2 separate regions of the Canis lupus genome follow, and region 2 is linked to region 1. The links are chromatin contacts, called in public Hi-C maps. All regions are on one chromosome and are shown on one strand. The core of a region is the stretch at or near the end of the contact, and the rest is flanking DNA. Distances in the headings are between cores, read along the strand shown. Region 1 holds the start of LOC119871857. Region 2 holds the start of LOC489516 (heparan sulfate glucosamine 3-O-sulfotransferase 3B1).

What was found. Hi-C and Micro-C count contacts between places; a contact is called where the count stands out from the background.
Region 2: a Hi-C map of blood shows a contact between it and region 1, with 2.4 times the contacts expected there. The contact joins the promoter of LOC489516 here to the promoter of LOC119871857 in region 1. A contact is called at or near these places in 2 of 9 Hi-C or Micro-C datasets (amygdala and blood).

Annotation. Positions count from the first base shown.
Region 1 is chr5:38,071,518-38,074,268 of UU_Cfam_GSD_1.0, reverse strand. LOC119871857 reads left to right here and starts at 1,379. Exons shown (of 2, transcript XM_038536945.1): 1 at 1,379-2,590. The coding sequence starts at 1,975. COX10 (protoheme IX farnesyltransferase, mitochondrial) reads right to left here and starts at 2,178. Exons shown (of 7, transcript XM_038536944.1): 1 at 2,018-2,178. The coding sequence starts at 2,060.
Region 2 is chr5:38,240,046-38,242,796 of UU_Cfam_GSD_1.0, reverse strand. LOC489516 (heparan sulfate glucosamine 3-O-sulfotransferase 3B1) reads right to left here and starts at 1,343. Exons shown (of 2, transcript XM_038536946.1): 1 at 790-1,343. The coding sequence starts at 1,343.

The sequences.
Region 1 (2,751 bases), core at 130-2,629:
ACTGCTCTGGCAACAAACCATATGAACCATATGCAGCCCACTTACTAGAACTGGGAACGCTGAACAGTGAAGTAAGATTGTTCCCATAGGAAGCTGCAAGTAAGTACAGGATTGAAAGGCAGAAAAGCAGCCAATTTAAGGAACGCACAAGGGAAAAACCTTACACAGAAGTAACAATTCAAGTACCAAGAAAGGATGGTAAGGATGATGTATTCTCACTCTGAGAATAAGTGCTTAGGGCCAGGATCAAAGAATACTCCAGGTCAGGGATGACAGAAAAAAGAATCACAGACCTTTTAAAAAACTTTTCAGGGGCGTCTGGGTGGCTCAGGGTGTTAAGTGTCTGCCTTCAGGTCAGGTCATGATCCCAGAGTACTGGGATGGAGCCCAGTGTTGGGCTGCCTGCTCAGGGAGGGAGTCTGTGTCTCCCTCTCCCTCTTATTCTCCCTTCTGCCCCTTCCCTTGTTCCTTCACACACACACACACTCTCTCTCTCTCTTGCTTACTCTTTCTCTTAAATAAATAAAATCCTAAAAAAAAAGTCATTATGAAAAATTTCAGTCATAGACGATAACACACAAATACAATGAGCTCCCATTACTTATTCCCCAGCTTCAACAATTATTAAAACCATGGCCAATCTCATTTCATTTATACTCCCTCCCATCCCCCACCCCCCTTCGTTCTGAACCAGAAGGGACCTTTGAGATCATCTGGTTCAACTGCCTCATTTTATAGATGAGAAAACTCAATTCCGGAAAGCACAAGTGATGTGCCCTGAGATTACACAGCCAAGAGAGACCCATAAAATAATAATACGATAAAAGAAAAGGAAGAAGGGAGTTTAAGGGAGTCGCTGTGATCAACCTTGCTCCGTGCTGCAGAGAGCGTGACAGGTGAGGCCTAAAAAACGGGATTCGACCCAAAAACGAGTCCCTGGCTTCTCCTACCCAACTCCAATACAGACCAGGAGCAACACATTTCCCCACACAGCCGTTTGTTATCATCCAAATTACTGGAGGCGAAACAATTCCCAACCTCCTTTTTAAAACATTTAATATCTCCCTGGTGAATGGACAAATACCATTCATGGGCAAACAATTATGGAGAGCCAACGATACAGACCAGGTACCGTTTAGGGGGTGGGGGAGGGGGGGTGCAGAGAAGAGCCAGAGAGGAACCCGTCTGTAACCTTCACAGGGTTTACAATCTAGTTGGGAGAAACACATAACAAGCCTGTCTATAAACAAACAATTACAGACTGTGCTAACCATGGTCAAAGAAATAAGAGTGATGCGAGAACAGAGGGGCAGGTGTGGTCGGGGTGGGCGTGTCTCAACAGGTGCCACTAGAGCGGAGACCCAGCCTGGGCCACGCACGCACGTCTCTATCACCTTAAACACGTCGTTGTTACAAGTGGGAAGGAGGGTCCTACAAGTGGGAGGATGGGATCGAGACCCACGCTGATGGTAGAAAGCCAAAGGTCTGCGAGGGACCGAGGCCCGCCGCCTCTAGCTGTCACCATCTGCATCCTTTTATCGTCATCACGACAGTGTTATCGCCGCGGTCTGCACAGCGCTTTGTGTGGGGTCCAGGGTCCTGAATGAGGGCAGAGCGCTCGCCGGTCCCCACACGGGGAGCTTACGAGTAACTTACACCTGTAAGTAGGAACTGAGGCTCTGGGAGGGCCAGAGACTCGTGGGGTCCCAAGGCTCTGCTCCATCCTCTCCTCCAGCCTCCCCTCGGGAAACCGAAAGTAAGTAGCAGCCGCAACCGCCCCCGCCGGAGGGGGTGGGAGGTGGAGGCTGTGCGGACCCCCGGGCCACAGTGCAGGACCAGACCCCGGCTCCACGGCCGCTTCACACTTCAGGCTGCTCCAGAGGTCACTTCCTCGCCTCCGGTGCCCAGCCGACCTCGCCAAGGGCTCCCAAGGTTGCGGCCAGCCGGAACCACGGCGTTGCACGTGGCAACAAGATGAGAATTTTCTCAAAGCCGTGCCCAAGGACGGGTGCCGTACCTGTCAGGAGGCGTGAGGAAAGAGTGTGCGGGGACGCGGCCATAACGCGCGAGTCCGGCCGCTCCCAGGGATCCCCGTGTCCTCTCTCCTCACCGGCTGCTGGGCGCCGCCATCTCCGTCCCCCGCCCCCGTGGGAGCCGGGCCGTTTCCGGTGCGTCACTTCCGGCGGGCGAGACGCGGAAGGAAAGGAGAGTGGCGGCGAGTGTTGGGCTCCGGGCGGGAGGCGCGGTGCAGAGCTGGAGGTCGGAGGCCTGAGGTTCCTTCGAGAAGACGCGAGGAGTACAGTGTGGCCGAGTCTTCCCGGAAACGAGGCCGCGGGCTCCGGCGACCGGCGCCTCTGCGTCCCGAGGCTTCCCGGCGTCCTGTGGCGGGATCGCGGTGACCTCGTGCGAGGGGTCACGGCTGGAGCGCGGCCTCCGCGCGCTTCAGTTTCAGTCAAGTTTGGGATGCTGGTCCATGGGACAGTGCCTCCAGCCTCCAGTCCGATCCGCGGCGGCTCTCCTGTCTTGGCTCCTCAGCGGGAGAACTCGGGGTCCCTGGGCCGCAGCAAGGGAGCATCTCGAGAGGTAGCAGGTGCGTGTGGTGGTTGATGTGGGGCTCTGGTGCAGGGGCCGCCTTCGAGAGCTCTCTTCACCTCTGACCTTCCGACCTGCTTGAGCCCTCCGAACCTCGTTATCTAGCTGTACAACGGGAGCAGTAACATCTATTTTACAAAAGGGTCCGCAGAATTAAAT
Region 2 (2,751 bases), core at 94-2,593, 170 kb before region 1:
GGAGGGCAGCGAGCGGAGCCCGAGGCGCCCCGGAGCCTTCCAAGCTGCGCGCCGCTCCCCGCCGGCTGCAGTGCGCGCCTTTGCCCGACAGGGACCAGCACCGCTCCACGCTCCGCGCCGCCCGCGGGTCTCCCCGTCCGCCAGGCGGAGGCGCCGGGCCAGCCGCCCAGCTCACCCTCCCGAGCCCAAGCAGCCCGCCAGCCAGGCGGCTCCGACCCTCCGCGGATTCCAGCAAGGAGCACGATCCTAACAAAAAAAAGTTTGCAGACACCGTCTCCCCCCCCCCCGCCCCCATCCCCATCTGGGGAGCAGAAGTTGCTCTAGGGTGGAGACCGCGTCGGGCTGGGCGCACCACGTCCCGGGCTCCGCGAGGAAAAAAAATTAAAACACAAGCAACACTGGATCGCTTGGTTTGCGCAACGGCCACGACTAGAGGGCTGCGCGCTCCCCTGGGCGCCATCCCAGTCGCGGGGCCCCCTTCTTTGACCAATTCGAGGAGCACCGTGGGCCACGGAGCCGCCGGAGCTCCTCGAGAAGTTTCTCTGCGCCGTGGAGAGCGCGGGGCCCCGCGCACCAGCCCCGCGCACCAGCCTGGGGCGGGTTCTGGGCGCCGCGGGTTCTCCCTCCGTCTGTCCCTCCCCGCCCCACCGGTGGTCGCGGGCTGTGCCCCTGTCACCTCCCCAGCACACGCCACCTCTCTCTCCCTCCCTCCCTCTTCTGCCGGTCCCGACCGCGGCCGCCGCCCCGCCGCCCCGCCGCCCCGGCCCCCGGCCCCGGGCGCAGACTCACCGGTACCAGGCGAGGCCCTTGTCGTAGCTGCGGTCGAAGAAGTGGGGCTCGGCGCCCACGGCGCGCACGTCGGGGTGCACGCGCAGGAACTCGAGCAGCGCCCGCGTGCCGCCCTTCTTCACGCCGATGATAATGGCCTGCGGCAGCTGCTTGCTCCCGGACCCACTGAAGAAGCTGGAGATGGAGCTGGGGGGGTCCGGCGCCTCGGGACTCGGCTCCTCCTGGCTCGCGGCGCCCTCGGCCGGCTCCTGGCCCGCGGCCGGCGGGGTGGCCGGCGCCGCCGGGAACGGCAGCCTGGGGGCAGTCCCGTCGGGCCCCGCAGCCAGGGCCGGCGGGGCGTGGGCGGCGCGGGACCCCGAGCCCAGCAGCAGCAGCCCCGGCGCCGCGGCGCACGAGCCGGCGCACGAGTACAGGAACATGTAGAGCCAGACGCAGAGCATGGCGAAGAGCAGCGCGAGCTTCCTCCTCACCGGCGGCGGGGACGGCGGCGGCTGCGGCAGGAGCCGGCCGGGGACATCGAGGCAGGATCGGCCGCCGCTCAGGCGCTGCCCCATGCGCAGCCCGGGGGCGCGGCGAGGGACATGGCTCAGCACATGGCGCGGGCCCGCCGGGGCTGCGAGCGCGCAGAGGGTTCCCTGGCCCGCAGGACGCCGGGGCGGCTCGGCTTATTGCCCCCGCGCGCCCGCCGCCGCCGCCGCCGCCGCCGCCGCCGCCGCTGCTCTTCCCCAGGTGGCGGCGGCAGCTGTAGCGGTGGCGGCTTTTGACATGTTGCCCGGGAGGAGCCTCAACTGGAACGAAAGTCGGGGTGGCGGCAACTGCTGCTGGGCGAGGGGCTGCTCCGGCTCGGGCGGGACAACGCCGCTCTCCCGCTCCCTGCTCACCGCAGACGGGGCGCACGGCCGCTCGCCTCCTCGCGGTGCTGCCGGCCGAGCCCGGGGAGCGGCCCCGGCACTTCCCCGCGGAGGCTGCGAAGAACTGCGCAGGAAGAGAGCGAGAGACCGAGGTGGGGGGGCGGGCCCAGCCTGCCGGAGTGACGGGCCGCTCCGCCTACCAGGAGCCCCGAGCGCCCCGCGACTACGGGCGCTCCGCGGAGCGCGCCGCAGCCAACCGGCTCCCGGAACGTGGGGGTGTGGAAAGGGCTCGGGGCGGTGGAGAGAGGTCGGGGGCGCCTATTGGCTGCGGGGCGCGGGGCGGAGCCGGGGGGCGGAGCCAGGGGCTGGTGACAGGAGCGGATGGCGGGAGGACGCCCGAGTGACAGGGCGTGGGGACAGGTCCGACCCGCGCAGCCGAGATGCGGTGCGCTCCCGCTCCCGCGCACCTTCACGCGCTCGCTCCCCGCGAGAGCCCGCCCTGGCGTGTCGCTGCGCTCGCGTCGGGACTCGAGTCCAGATCCAGGTGTCTGGCTGGCGGGCTCGTGACGTGTGTGCGTGTGTGTGTGTGTGTGTGTGTGATGTGCAGAAGGAAGGGGGTGGGAGGAGCGAGAGTCAGGCCACGGATGCTTGCGGCCCCCAGGCCCCACCGCCCCACGCCGCGGGGACTCGGAAGGGGCACCGGTTTAGGCAGTTTAAGTGGCTGTCAAACTTTATATGAAAAAAAAGTTTTTCCTTCTTATTCTTTGCCAGGACTTGGTCTCTTTGGGGCTGCGGGTGGCAGCCGAGAGATTGGTGTCAACTGTCCTCAAGAAAAATCTTCCCTACGTTCCCAAACCGCCGGGAAAGGTCGGGCGGGGTCGGGCAGCGAGGGAAGAGGCTTGACCGTGATATAGAGGCCGGTGGAGAGTTTTCGTGGTCGGAGAGGGGGTGTGAAAGTCACGTGCAGAAAGTTGCTGTCCCGATACGAGGTTTTTTTTGGGGGGGGGTGGGCGTCACGGTTTACGAGGCTGTTTTCCTCCGAATCAACATGAAAGCCAGCATTCCAGTCGCCTTCATTCGGGGGGCAGTGCGGTTTGCTGAGCTGTCACAC